Linked DNA regions of Hordeum vulgare: region 1 is linked to region 2. A link is a contact called in public Hi-C data. All regions are on one chromosome and are shown on one strand. Each heading gives the region's core, a stretch centred on a gene start, on an enhancer-like site or on the middle of the called end of the contact. The rest is flanking DNA. Distances are from core to core; before and after follow the strand shown.

Evidence for each region. A called contact is a pair of places that touch in the nucleus more often than the background predicts.
Region 1: a Hi-C map of leaf shows a contact between it and region 2, with 2.6 times the contacts expected there. The contact joins the promoter of LOC123450623 here to the enhancer-like site in region 2. A contact is called at or near these places in 3 of 6 Hi-C or Micro-C datasets (leaf and seedling).

Annotation. Positions count from the first base shown.
Region 1 is chr4H:467,211,067-467,217,840 of MorexV3_pseudomolecules_assembly, reverse strand. LOC123450623 reads right to left here and starts at 3,809. Exons shown (of 1, transcript XM_045127781.1): 1 at 2,728-3,809. The coding sequence starts at 3,809. The coding sequence ends at 2,922. It overlaps LOC123448989 (a long non-coding RNA gene), which reads right to left and starts at 1,608. Exons shown (of 2, transcript XR_006631946.1): 1 at 510-1,608.
Region 2 is chr4H:467,092,716-467,099,163 of MorexV3_pseudomolecules_assembly, reverse strand. No RefSeq gene overlaps it. Among protein-coding and RNA genes, the nearest start is that of LOC123446631, 110 kb to the left of the region's middle. Within about 2 kb of position 3,488, at least 2 of the 3 cell types and tissues checked have open chromatin away from gene starts, as enhancers often do. A contact at or near this core is called in leaf, where this site is marked.

The DNA of each region.
Region 1 (6,774 bases), core at 2,560-5,059, 120 kb before region 2:
TAAACCCAGTGTTCATTCAACCAGAAAATATGCCACATTTCATATCGCTGGAAAAGCGTTTGCCCTCCATACACAGATATGGAAGCAGGTGGGATACCAGGGGAAACAAGTTACTCCTTCCGTTCTTTTTTTGTAAGACGTTGCACACAGCTGAGATTCAACTGTTTTGGGCACCGTCTGAAATGTCTACAACGTCTCATAAAAGTGAACGGAAGGAGTAGTAACAACGCACAGAGTTTCAGGTAGATTGTACCTTGCCAGTACAGATCATCACACCAAATTAAAACAGCCGGGATGATGTAACGAGTATATATCACTTAAGCTACGAGTTGACAGACATGAAAAATGATGCAGAGATAGATGGCAAAAATAGGAAGAACATAGCGTGAAGGCCAACCCATTTGACTTGACATGGATAGTCGAGAGCGCAACCGGGGTGCCCAAGCTACACAAGATAAAGATATAAGACTTGAAGTCACCACGGAGAAAAACATTGCGTGCAGGCTAACCCATTTGAAATGCAGGCGGCATCTACATGAAGCAGATTATCAAACTTGAAGAAACCATATAGGTAGACAGCTAATCATAGACGAAAGTGACCTGAAACAATAACGTTTATGCATTACGGCAGCAAACACAGATTTGGAAGATGCAAGGTAACCAAATATAGAATGAAGCTCAACAATGATATGCAGGATAAGATATTCGATTTGCAAAGCTCTTGGTTTATAGTTAAGAGAATCTTGGCTCTTATGCAAGGACATCCTTGTTGTCGATTTTTGGTGACGGAACAAAACTGAAAGCTCGAATAGTCAAATGATAGGAGTTCAGGTGTCTCAGTCAAGGATAGACAAAATTACCAGAGCACTACAATAATAACAATCAGCACCTCCTACCATAAATATCAGGCCCTTCATAACCAGAATGAATTCAGAAATAGTTGACTTAAAAGGGAGAAAAAAGTCCTGTCCGAGGCTCCAAACGATTTGAAAATGTTATCACTTAGCAGCATATTTTCATGACCAGTACTATGAAAGAGAGATGCATGTCTATTTGATTTTCAGCACAAGCTCGTGAAACATTTGTCTATCTACATCTTGATTGAAGATTTATTAAACGGACTGTGGGCAATTTCGTTCATTTAAGTATAGCCCTCTAACAAGATATGCATGTACAATACTTCAACATCTCTGGAAGCAAAACACAGCCAGCAGTCAGAAAAGGGCGCATATATCTTCAGGCTTTTGGGAAATGCAGCAAAACCTCTGAGGCTAGAAGATTAAGTATAGCCCTCCCACAAAAAAAGGATCAAAAAGGGTACATATATCTCAGGCTTAAGAAAGTCAAACATAACAGAAGCTGTGGACAACAAATATAATTTAGTTCATTTAATATATCTGTACATAAGTAATTAAGTGTAGCCCTCCCACAAGATAAGAGTCAGAAAGGGTGCATATATCTTCAGGATCAATTGTAAGTTGTAACTCCAAAAATCAAGAAGCGCCAGTGCAGTACAATTCAGTAAGAGATGCATGAGGCCGGCCCTCTCCCTTCCCTCGGACCCTCTCTTCCAATCCGCCGGGCCGCCCCTACTCTTCGGCTCGGAGGGAGCAGCAGACGGACCCCCCCCCCCCCCCCCCCGGGAAAAGAAACATAAGTCTGTCGGTCCGCCCCCGCCTTCAATTTGGGAATTTCTTGATTTGCTCTAATTTACTAGATGCAGGTAGTCGATTTATTTAACAGATGCAAGTATTTAAATTTATGTTCCCCTTGTTTTCCTAATGTAGATGAAGATGAGTGGAATTGTTGGCAGTAGCATATTTGCAATGTGGGAAAAGGCTTCAAAGCCAAGGAAAACAGAGGAACTATCCACACCGAATCGGACAGTAGCTGCATCTAGTACTTGTACTTCTCCTGTTCATTTTGATATCATCACTTTATCAATCAAAAGGTACTTATGTATTTATGGCGTTATGGTCTGATACATTGAAATATTACTATTGCCGTTATGATAGTGTTGTTTTGTTCATATATTACTAGTTTTGTGTTGTTTGGTTCATATACCACATTTAGAGCAAAAAAAAAATTTGGATGAATACCCAGCCTTCATTTCCTGGCGCCGCCACTGCAATGAGATGAAGAAATGCAACCCAAATCCATTATTCGGGCTTTAGGAAAAAGAAAAAAAACAATCCTACTGAGTTTTTTCAGGAAATGATTACCAGTGCAGTTACATAGTCAGAAAACCCAAAGGTTGAATAATAGCAGGGGATTAAGAAATCATTCTGGCTCATCTACATCAATTGTGTTCAAGGTTTGTATCAGAAAGGTCACAAAGAGAAAATCCAGTTTGCATCACACGAAAATGGACTACAATTAAACGGTGTTTCACCTAAGTGGTCTAAAGTTTGATCTCTTTATTAACTCCAAATATATTATTACCTCCAAGAGAGTCAATTAAAAGGTGCCCCTCACTCTTCAAGGCCTACACATAATCACCCGGTGGTACTAACTAACCACTAAAGTTTCACCGCTAACCTAAGATACAAAGGTTCCAATGCAGTTACAGGTTTGCAGCAGTAACAAGTAAACAAAGAGGATGTGAAGTAAGTATGAACAAAAATTGACAAGTACTTAACAGAAGCTTATGTGTTATCTCCAATTTGTATCCTAGTAGGTTCATATGAGAAGAAGAAACAGCACATATTTTCAGTATTGAACAAAAACTCCAAACCAAAATCCAGTGGGCACATTGCATATATCATGCGAAAAGTGAATTACAGAGCCTTTCTCCTTAGATCAAAAGAGACTGCTTAAACAATCATTAGAGAAAAGAAGGTTAAAACTTTATTGGCTCTGCCCCTGGTATTGATGCATTCACTCCGAGCATAGCAGCCCCCGGTGCAAACTGCTAGAAAGGATTACCTTGCAGGCGCTGCTGCAGGGGCACTTACGACGTTCCTGCGGACCACCCTGGGGCCTCCGCCATTGCCATTCAAACTCAAGCCATTGCCACCGTCCCCATCACCCACAATCAAATCCCGGAGGCCCGAGGTGAGGTCTTTCTCTCTCTTCTCCTTGTCCTTCTGCTTGGCCCTGGCAGTGGCGGCAGCGAGCGGCTCGAAGTGGTTCCCGTAGATGTACTCGGCGGAGTAGCCGTCCTCGTCGTCAAAGAGCATGACGTGGCCGTGCCACTCCCACACGCGGTACTCCCCGCCGGCCTCGTCGTGGAAGCCGACGCAGACGTGGTGGTCGCCGACGGCGACGGACTGGCCCGAGTTGGGCTTGAGGGCGTCCCCGTCGCCGGCGAGCACCATCCTGACGATCTCCTTCTCCAGCTTGGTCTCCTCCCGCGAGAGCATCCGGCGCCGCCTGGCCTCCGCGGAGCCCTCCCCATCGGAGAGGCCGCCGTCCTCCCCTTCTTCTTGGTCGTCGTCATCGTCGTCGGACTCGCCCGCCGCGGCGGAGAGCGCGGCGATCTCGTTGAGGAGGAAGTCGTCGAGGTCCTGGGTGAGGAAGGAGTTGGTGTCCAGGAAGGGCGGGCGGAGCTGGACGCGGCTCATCAGGTTCTGGAGGAAGAGCGCGTCGACCGGCGCTCCGGAGGGAGCGGCGGCGGAGGGGCGCGGCGAGGGAGGGGCCATGGGCGCGGAGGCGTGGTAGGGTTTTGGGTTTGGGGGCTCGTCTTGTGTGGATGTACAGCTGCAGATAGGCGAAGGGGGCTCGGTAGCGAACAGAGAGAGGTCGTTGGATGCGAGCGACGGGGAGATATTTTTCTTGGGGGACTGCAGTATGCAGGAGATGGGCTTCATCAGGTTGGGCCTTATTGTACAAATCCGTCTACATGGGCTGGGCTTAATTTCAGTCCTTGTATCGATTGGTATACTTTGGTCACTTGTATATATGCGGGCTTGCAAGAAGTAAATTCCTACCTCTGTAAAGAAATACAAGAGTGTTTATTACTCCCTTCGTTCCTAAATATAAGTCTTTCTAGAGATTCTACTAAAGAACTATATACGGATGTATGTAGACATACTTTAGAGTATATATTCACTCATTTTGCTTCGTATGTAGTCACCTAGTGAAATCTCTTAAAAGACTTATATTTAGAAACGGAGGGAGTAGATCATTGCTAGTGATCTACGTATACGCTTTTATATTTTTTATTGGAGGGAATATTATGCTAAAAAAAAAGCTTACAAGTAGCACGTTATTTCTCGTCTATTATGACACGATAGGGCTATTTCTCGCATGTTATGACACGTAGCTCTAGCTCGTCTCATGGCGCAACACAGCCGATCCAGTTTTGTAGCAGCGGCGTGAGTTTTTTTTTCTCTCTCTCTGATTTTTATCGGGGTTTTTCACTGTTTTCTTTGGGTTTTCATTCTTTTAGTTTTCACCAAGTTTCTACAGTTTTTCAATACTTTCTTTTTCTTTTTTTGACCACATGTATATATTATTTGTATACATTGTATATTTTTCTATACATCAGTAACATTTTTTATAGAATGGAAAGACCCTATTTGACGTTTTTTTGTGTTAGAGGGTCGACCAATCGCACAAACATGTTATCAATTCGGTTGGCCCATCTTCCATTATACGTGTAGCCGCACAGTTCCCGTTTTGGAAACTTTCTTCCCAGCCGGTTTTATCAACTTTGGGAACCTTCTAAAAGATCTCTAAACCAGGTTTTTTTTAGTTTAATACTCCCTCTGTCTCAAAATAATTGTCTCAACTTTGTACTACTCTAGTATAAAATTGTACTAAGCTCAAGACACTTATTTTAGGACAGAGGGAGTACTTTTTTTCTTTGTTTCTTGTTTGATTTTAATTTTAAAATATGTTAGAGAAATTCAAATAATATGAAATTTCAGAAACTGTTTTTTGGTTCTGAAAATTCTTTGGAGTTTTAAAAAATGTTTCCTTTTTCAATTTTTATTCATAAATTAAAAAATAGTTCCCATTTATCAAAAAAACATACAGATTCAAAATATATTCACGTTTAACAAGTGTTCCATTTTCATTTTTTGGTTCGCAAATTTCAAAATGTTCTTGTTTTCGAAATTGTTGAGGAAATCTAAAAAATGTTAGTATTTTTGAAAAACGTTTATATCTTTTCAAAATAATAACTCAGAAACCATTGACTTTTTCCAAAAAATGTTCATAGATTCACGAATAGTTTGTGATTTCAAAATTTTAAAAATATTAGAGTTTTCATTTATTATTCACCATTAATTTACAAAATGTATCACATATTCAAAAATATATCAGAATTTCAGAAAACATGCCCATTTTTGAAATTATGCTCGATAAAAAAAGTAGACGTTTCAAAATTTTGGTTCAATAATTTTGAAACTTCAAGTAGACGTTTCAAAAATTTTGTTCAATAATTTTGAAACTTCTGTGTTTCAAAAAATATTCACTTTCTAAAGAAAAAATGGCATCTAAATTTTCATAAAAGGTTTGATCGAATGCACCCCGCGCTACCTATTAGTCAGCAAATATGTTCAGCCCCGCTTGTTAGCAGCTTGCTCGTAGGTGAGGTCATGTGTTCGAACTCAAGCGAGTGCATGATATTTTGGAATTTTGCATGGTGTGCTCCCAATTTTAGTCTGGGCAACTTCGTTGCCTCGTTGTGCGTCGCGCAACCATTTGATGCAAAATGCAACACATAGGAGCCCCCATATAGAATTTAAGAATTGAAAATCAATTTTTTAAAGGGCCTAAAGTGATATATTAAACATCACTCGTCCTAACAAATACATCCATATAAAAAAAATACATTCGAATCCTGTGGGATGAAGAAGTCTTCTTTCTCCTGAATCCACCGACGGTGCACAATGTGCATAGCTCACTGCCACCTCTGGGCCTCCTCCTTGACGGAGCAAACTTTATATTCCAAGGAGCTTGTAGAAGTAGCAGCCAATTACTCATCGGTACAGAGTTTGGCACCGTGATTCTAGAAGCATATCGCCACCCTGGAAAAGAAAACTCAGGTAATGGTATGTAGAAACTCCGAAGACAATGAAAGCTAGCCGGACGAATACACCAGAAAACTAAACCAACCCGATCTAGGGATGACATCCGGAGGGTATTGGACGGGTGGAGCCTCCTCATACCCTTACCCGCCCCGTATGATATTACCCATTACCCTTACCCATACCCGTCAACAGGGATTTTTTTTCCCCATACCCGTTACCCGACAGGGCAGACGGGTACCCGCGGGTAAAATTACCCATATTTGCAAAACATCAGTTTAGAAATTTTATAGTTATAAACTGCATTGTATCATATAGTTTACAAAAATAGATTATAACTACAACACATACTTATAAAATAACATCATATAGTCATAAACAACAACACATAGACATACACTTTCAATTCATAAATTATTGACATCGTGTAGATTATAGAGATAATTTTGAGTTTACATAGATTTTATATGGGTACATGGGTATATGGGTATGGGTTATATGATTCCATACCCATACCCGCTCTACCCAACGGGTCTCAGATTTTCCTATTTATATACACATGGGTAAATTTTTGTCTCGTACCCTTACCCTAATAGGTTTTTTACCCGTAGGGTACGTGGGTAATGGATACCCATTATCATCCCTACCCGATCCCGAATTTAGGCAGCAACAATGCAATGTTGATGGAAAGCTACCGAGCAATGGTCTTGACACTTTGAGAAGTTAAGACATGAGGACACGATACGTCCTTTGGGCAGAGAAACGAGAGTGGCACCATAGGCTTGCAACCGATGCAAAG
Region 2 (6,448 bases), core at 2,239-4,738:
GATACCATCTTCATCCTACGCCTCCCACGAATTGATAAACCTTAGGTCATCCACCTGAGAAAAAATTGCTATTGTCCTACAAAACTCTGTGCTTGGAGGCCCAACACGAGTCTACAATAAGAAGGTTGTGTAGTAGACATCAACCAGAAAGTCTCTTTACTCGTTCCGTAATACAAAATCCCGTGACCAACTCCTTAGTCATATTGCTTGCAAGCTCATTGTGATGTTGTATTACTGAGCGGTCCCAGAGATACCTCTCCGTCATACGGAGTGACAAATCCGAGTCTCGATTCACACCAACCCAATAGACACCTACGGAGATACCTGTATAGCACCTTTATAGTCACCCTGTTATGTTGTGACGTTTGATACACACAAGGAATTCCTCTGGTGTCCGGGAGTTGCATGATCTCATGGTCATAGGAACAGATACTTGACATGCAGAAAACAGTAGCAGTAAACTAACACGATTATATACTACGTTTATAGTTTGAGTCTTGTCCATCACATCATTCTCCTAATGATGTGACCCCGTTGTCAAATGGAAAATCATGTCTATGGTCAGGAAACCTTGACCATCTTTGATCAACGAGCTAGTTCATTAGAGGCCTACTAGGGACAGTGTGTTGTTTATGTATCCACACATGCATTTGAGTTTCCAATCAATACAATTCTAGCATGGATAATAAACGATTATCTTGGACAAGGAAATATAATAACTATTTTTTTATTGCCTCTAGGGCATAGTTTCAGTAAGGATGTTATGACTATGCTGAACATTATGTACATGATCATATAAACTGGAATGAATTGGTCGGTCTAGATCTTTTAAAAGTTAATTTGTAAAAGTTTGAAGTGGGAAATGTTCTACATGCACACACGCACCTTTTATAGAGTTTAATCTTTTAAATGGCTAGTATCAACATCATCTTCTCCTTGGATGTAGCTTACTGTCTGAAGTGTAAACCACAAAACCAGCAATTAACCTGTTTTACAGAAGAATTGCTATAGAAGTTCCAATGACAAAAAGTGACATGAAGTATTAATTCTTGCATAGGCCTCTGTGGAGTAGATATTATCTTCATGAGTTATTTTGATGATTCAGTACCTGCGATTATGCTGTAGAAGTTCCAATGACAAAAAGTGACATGAAGTATTAATTCTTGCATAGGCCTCTGTTGAGTAGATATTATCTTCATGAGTTATTTTGATGATTTAGTACCTGCGATTATGTGTCTGCCCTTTATTTGCTATATCCGTTTGCAATTTTATTGTATCCCTTGGAAGAATTTGCTATTATAACTTCAGTCAGTATATATGTTGACACATGCATGCTGCTTGGTTGGGCGCAGGCACTAAAAGTTGATCCTTCTGATGGCAAGATGGTCGCGATCCTTCTGATGGCAAGATGCTCGCTAGCAGGAGCCGCTGCTGTCTTCAACTTGGCGATGGACAAAAGGATTTGGAGGATGTTGTCCGTTCTTGCTATATGTGTGTTAGGAAATGTATTCCTGAGATGAGTTATTGTGTCATGTAAACCTGGGAGATGTATTTTGTCATGTTATATGATGGATAATTTTAATTCTACTTGGAGATTTCTTGATTTGAATATGAAATAGTGTTGGCTTTAATACTGGACAAATAATTGGGTTGAAAAGGCCCAACAAATAGAAATTAAACCAAGTTTTGGAACAAAAAGTTGCTGAATTCAAAAATGAAAAAAGGCCAAAAATGAAACTGGACCAAATGTATTTGGGCACTAAAAGGCGAGGGCCCAAAAAAAATTCGAAAAAAAACTAAAGTGGCTGAAAATAGGCCAAGGCCCAAAAGAAGCCCAATAAGAATAGCCAAAAAAAATAAAACGAGCCCATGTGATCAATTGAAATGGGTTGGGCTGATTTCAGCCATGACGTTTTGATTTCATCGTAATTTTGCCACGTAGAACTGCCACGTAGGACTGAGTTTGATTGTCAGCGATGATTTAGGATCGTCGTAAAGGTTACGACAATCCAGGAATCGTCGTAAAGTTACGATGATTTTGACCAAAACGTCGTTGCTGTTCATTTCTGACGCTCCCTTTTCGACGCTTGGTTTTTCGTCGTGCGATCGTCGTAAATGAAAAACCGTGACGATGTAGCGACGAAAAAATAGCGTCGTGTACTAGCATATTCCTTGTAGTGACACATACATGGAGCTCTTAATGGCTAACGTGAACTAGTTGGTCCACTCTTGCATTCGATCACTAAGAGACTGATTGGATGATGCTCTGATAGACGCACGCGAAAAGGAAGCAAAGATGACTTCTAATCACGGAAGCTTCTATATGTTGCTTATTATGGCAGAATGTACAACGAACACACATGCAACTCGACAAGGCCGGCCCATTGTACCACAACCGAAGTGAGCGGGATGCGTATGACGGAGCAGTCGAGCATTGTAGCGAATATAATTCAAGATGAATCGATCAAGCACCCAATTGGACATGAGACATTCGGCTATAGAGCAGGTGACTATATGGCTGCGCAAATTTATAAGAGCCAAACAAAACATGATCCATCCATATTTTTTTGTTTATTGAGAAAGTTCCTTTAAAAAATGTTTAGATTTTTTAAATGTATGGGAATTTAGAAAATTAATCAGAATTTTCAAAAATTATTTCTGTTTTTGAACTTGTGTTAAAAAATTGCAAAAAGTGTTCTCAATCCTCATTTTTGTTCAAAAGCTCAATTAAATCTTCATGTATTCGAAAATTAATATCCTATTTTGGAAAATGGTCGTATTTTCAGAAAATGTTCATTTTCCAAAAAATGTTCTAAAATTTCCGAAATTCCTCGCCCTTTAAAATTACTCGGGATTTCAAACATTGTTCATGATTATAAAGAATCAGTTTTTTGTTCGGAAAAATGGAAGTTTTATGAAATGTGAACACTTTTCAAAAATCGTGGACAAGTTTTTCTAAACTCAAATATTCTCAAACCATGTGTACAATGTTAGAGAATCATGAACACTTTTTAGAATATATGAACAATATTTCCAAAACATGAACATTCTTTAAACTCCTAACAATATTTAAAACACGATTTGAAAAATTGTATTTCAAGTCCTTTTTTTAAAGCGAACATTATTTGAATTTGCAAATATCTTTGAAACAGGAACATTTTTTGGAAGTGTGAACATTTTATAAACACATAAACGAATTACAAAATGTCAAAAAAATGAAGCGACGGAATTTTTGTAGAAATTGGAACTTTTTTTGAAACTCCCGAATAAATATGAAAATGCAAAATTTGTTGTGAAACTTACAAACAGTTTTTGAAAGGCACGAGCTTTATTTTTTTAATTTAAGAAAATAAAGTAAAAAATAAAGGGAAAAGGGAAAAGGTAATAGAAACAAAAAATTAGTCACGGGCCTTCTAGTAGCTCCCCAAAACGGGGAAAACACCTGGCGCATTCTAGAAGGTTTAACAAGCCCAGTTCATCGCCCAGTCATGAACCCCTGTGAGAATGCTGGACAACATGACGAAATGCGCATGCCTGGTTCCTATTTCGTGCACTAAGCGTCCGTATATCAGGGAAAACCCTATTTAGCGCCACACGCGTTGGTTAAAAGTAAATTTTATTTAACCGGCGCCTGCAGCGATCCACCATAGCCGGCCCATTTAGAGATCTGGTATGTGCTTTACCCGTAAACATTTTTTCAAATCGATGAACATTTTTGAAAATTAATGATTTTTTATTAAATCGATGATCTTTTTTGAAAATCGGTGAATATAATTTAAAATTCGTGGATTTTTTTGAATTTTTGAAAATTGATGAACTTCTTTTGAAAATCAATGATATTTTTCAAATTCTGCGAGCTTTTTGAAAATACATAAAAATATTTAATAAATTGGTGAACTTTTTTTAAAAATCATTGAAGTTTTTCGCAAATCTTATTTATCTTGAAATTTTATGAACTCTTTTTAAAAATTTAAGGACCAGTATATTTTACATGGGCCGGCCCACTAGAAGAAGGGCCGCAGGCGTCTGTTTGCCTAAACGGCCCTGCAGGCACCGTATAGGACCTCCCAGCCATGCTTATGGCGAGACTAGCACCCGTTTCGTTGAAGCGTTCTTGCATAATGCGCGTTTCGGATGGCCCAATAACGTGTTAGTCATTTCGTCCTTTCGTCACTCGTTCGCTGATATGTTATTTATTTTCTTTATAGTTCTTGGTTTTCTTATTTCTTCTTTGATTTTCTTGGTTTTCTATTTTCTTTGTTATACTTTGATTTGATCTTGAAGTTTTTTTCTCTCGTTCTATTTGGTTTCCCTTTTGATTATTTCATGGTTTACATATATCTTTCTTTTCTTCCTCATTTTCTTTTCCTTTTTTTTTTGCTTTCTTCTCTGGGTTTTGAAGATTTTTTATTTTCCTTGGTTTTCATCGTTTACCATACTTTTTATATTAATCTTTTGGTTTTCGGTTTGTTTCATTTTTTTTTCAGTTTCTTTTGTTTCTTCTTTGCTTTTAAAGTTTTTGCTTTGTTTATTTTGGTTTTCATCATACATTTCTCATATATGTCAAGAAGACTTTTCTAATACATGTTTTTAACACTTTTTAAATACAAGTTTCACATTTTACATCACATGACCAACATTTTTTTACTCATTTTAAATATTTATTAAATGTTTGATTACCATTTTTCGAATACAGGATTAACATTACTGAATACATAGTCAACATTTTTTACATACACATTTTACATTTTGAATTTCTCAACTAAAGCTTTTCCAATATAAGATTAACATATTTTTAGTACATGGTGAACCTATTTCTATAATTATTTCACACTTTTCAAAAGCTTGAATAATTTTTCCAAACACTTGTTCAACATTTTTTCAAATGCTTGATTATCATTTTTGGAACACATGATCAACTTTTTTCTTTCACACTGTATATTTTCTGGCATGTATGTTTCTTATATACGAGAAGCATTTTATTTATACACATTTAAGATTTTTCAAATGCCTAGTTAACATTTCTTGGATACACGGTCATCATTTTTTCTGTACACATTTTTAACATTTTGCAAATGGTTGATAAATGTTTTTCAAATACAAGATTAACATTTTTAAATACATGTTCAATGGTTTTTTCATACATTTTTTAATACAACGACGATTGCCTAAAATGGGTAACCAAAGTCATACAAACCATGCAACGTGCGTAGATCAATAACAGAATACGCAAAACATACAAAATCCGACATCGAACGCAGCAGTTCACCAAAATGGTCGAGTTCATCCAACTTAAGCTTAGTAAACTTAAACAAAGTAAATGAACATACAGAGGGGCGATCGGAGTTCACCACTTGCGTACAGGCCCCGTCGCCTTGCGGTCTTGACTAGGCTCTTCCATATACACGTCGGCTACGGGCGGGGCAACGTCCGTCATTGTGTCGTTGTCCGCGTTGGAGACGGAGGTGAGGACGCATGCCATGCGTGAGGCGATACGACTCTGCTCCATCACGGGATGCGTGGCTCTATGCGCCGCCTTGGACTTCTTCCAGGCGAGCTTCTCGGACTCCTTCAATGCCCAACGGAGGGTCGTAACATTTTTGAGATGTCGACGGCGGGCGTCTGACTCCGCCAACTGCGGACGTCTGACTTCGCCGACGTGTATGAACGTCATATGGCAAGGTGTAGCACCCTGTTGTTGTCGGGGACGCAAGGTTGTGCTTCCGGCGCAAATCTACCGCATTTAGAGACTTGCACGACTGCCCTCATTGCCATTCGATTAAGGTGCCCCATCTCCAGCTATTGTAACCACGACTGTGGGTTAGGAGTCGCCGACACCCGCACCCATCGGCTACCCAGAGGGGTAGTTGATGGCGGTGTCGTGTGGCAATGTCCACTGTGATACCTGGCCTGAGATGGCTGGGAGCGCATCGGCCGTGTGCGGTGTGTGACAGACGAGGAGCAGTCCACCTACAACGAGCCTATTGCCAACCAGGAAGAGCTACCGCCCGGTCCATTCGTGACGAAGAACAATGCAGAGCGCGAGCTCCTCCTTGTTCGAAGAGGTCGTCGAATCCATGACACGGAGAGACAATAAAGACAAGCCGAGCGGGTGAGAAGGGTGGCAAACTTGAAAAGGAGCAAAGCGGGCAAGAGGGGGAGAGAGGGAGAGATAGGAGTGAGGCTAGGGTTTGTGGACTCGCATATTTGCGGGGATAGGTAAGGGAGGCGCGGGCCGTAACGGTCCACGCCTACGTGGGGTGTGTGCCTCAGTGCGTCCGAGCATCCCCTATCCGCCCCAGACTTGGGCCAGATATTAGAATTGTCGGTCAATCCGGGCGTTTGGGTCGGCTAGGGGTATGCTGGTTGGGTGGCAGAATATCTTACTGGGAACATTGCATGGGAAACAAAAAAATTACTACGCACATGCAAGATGTATCCATGAAGA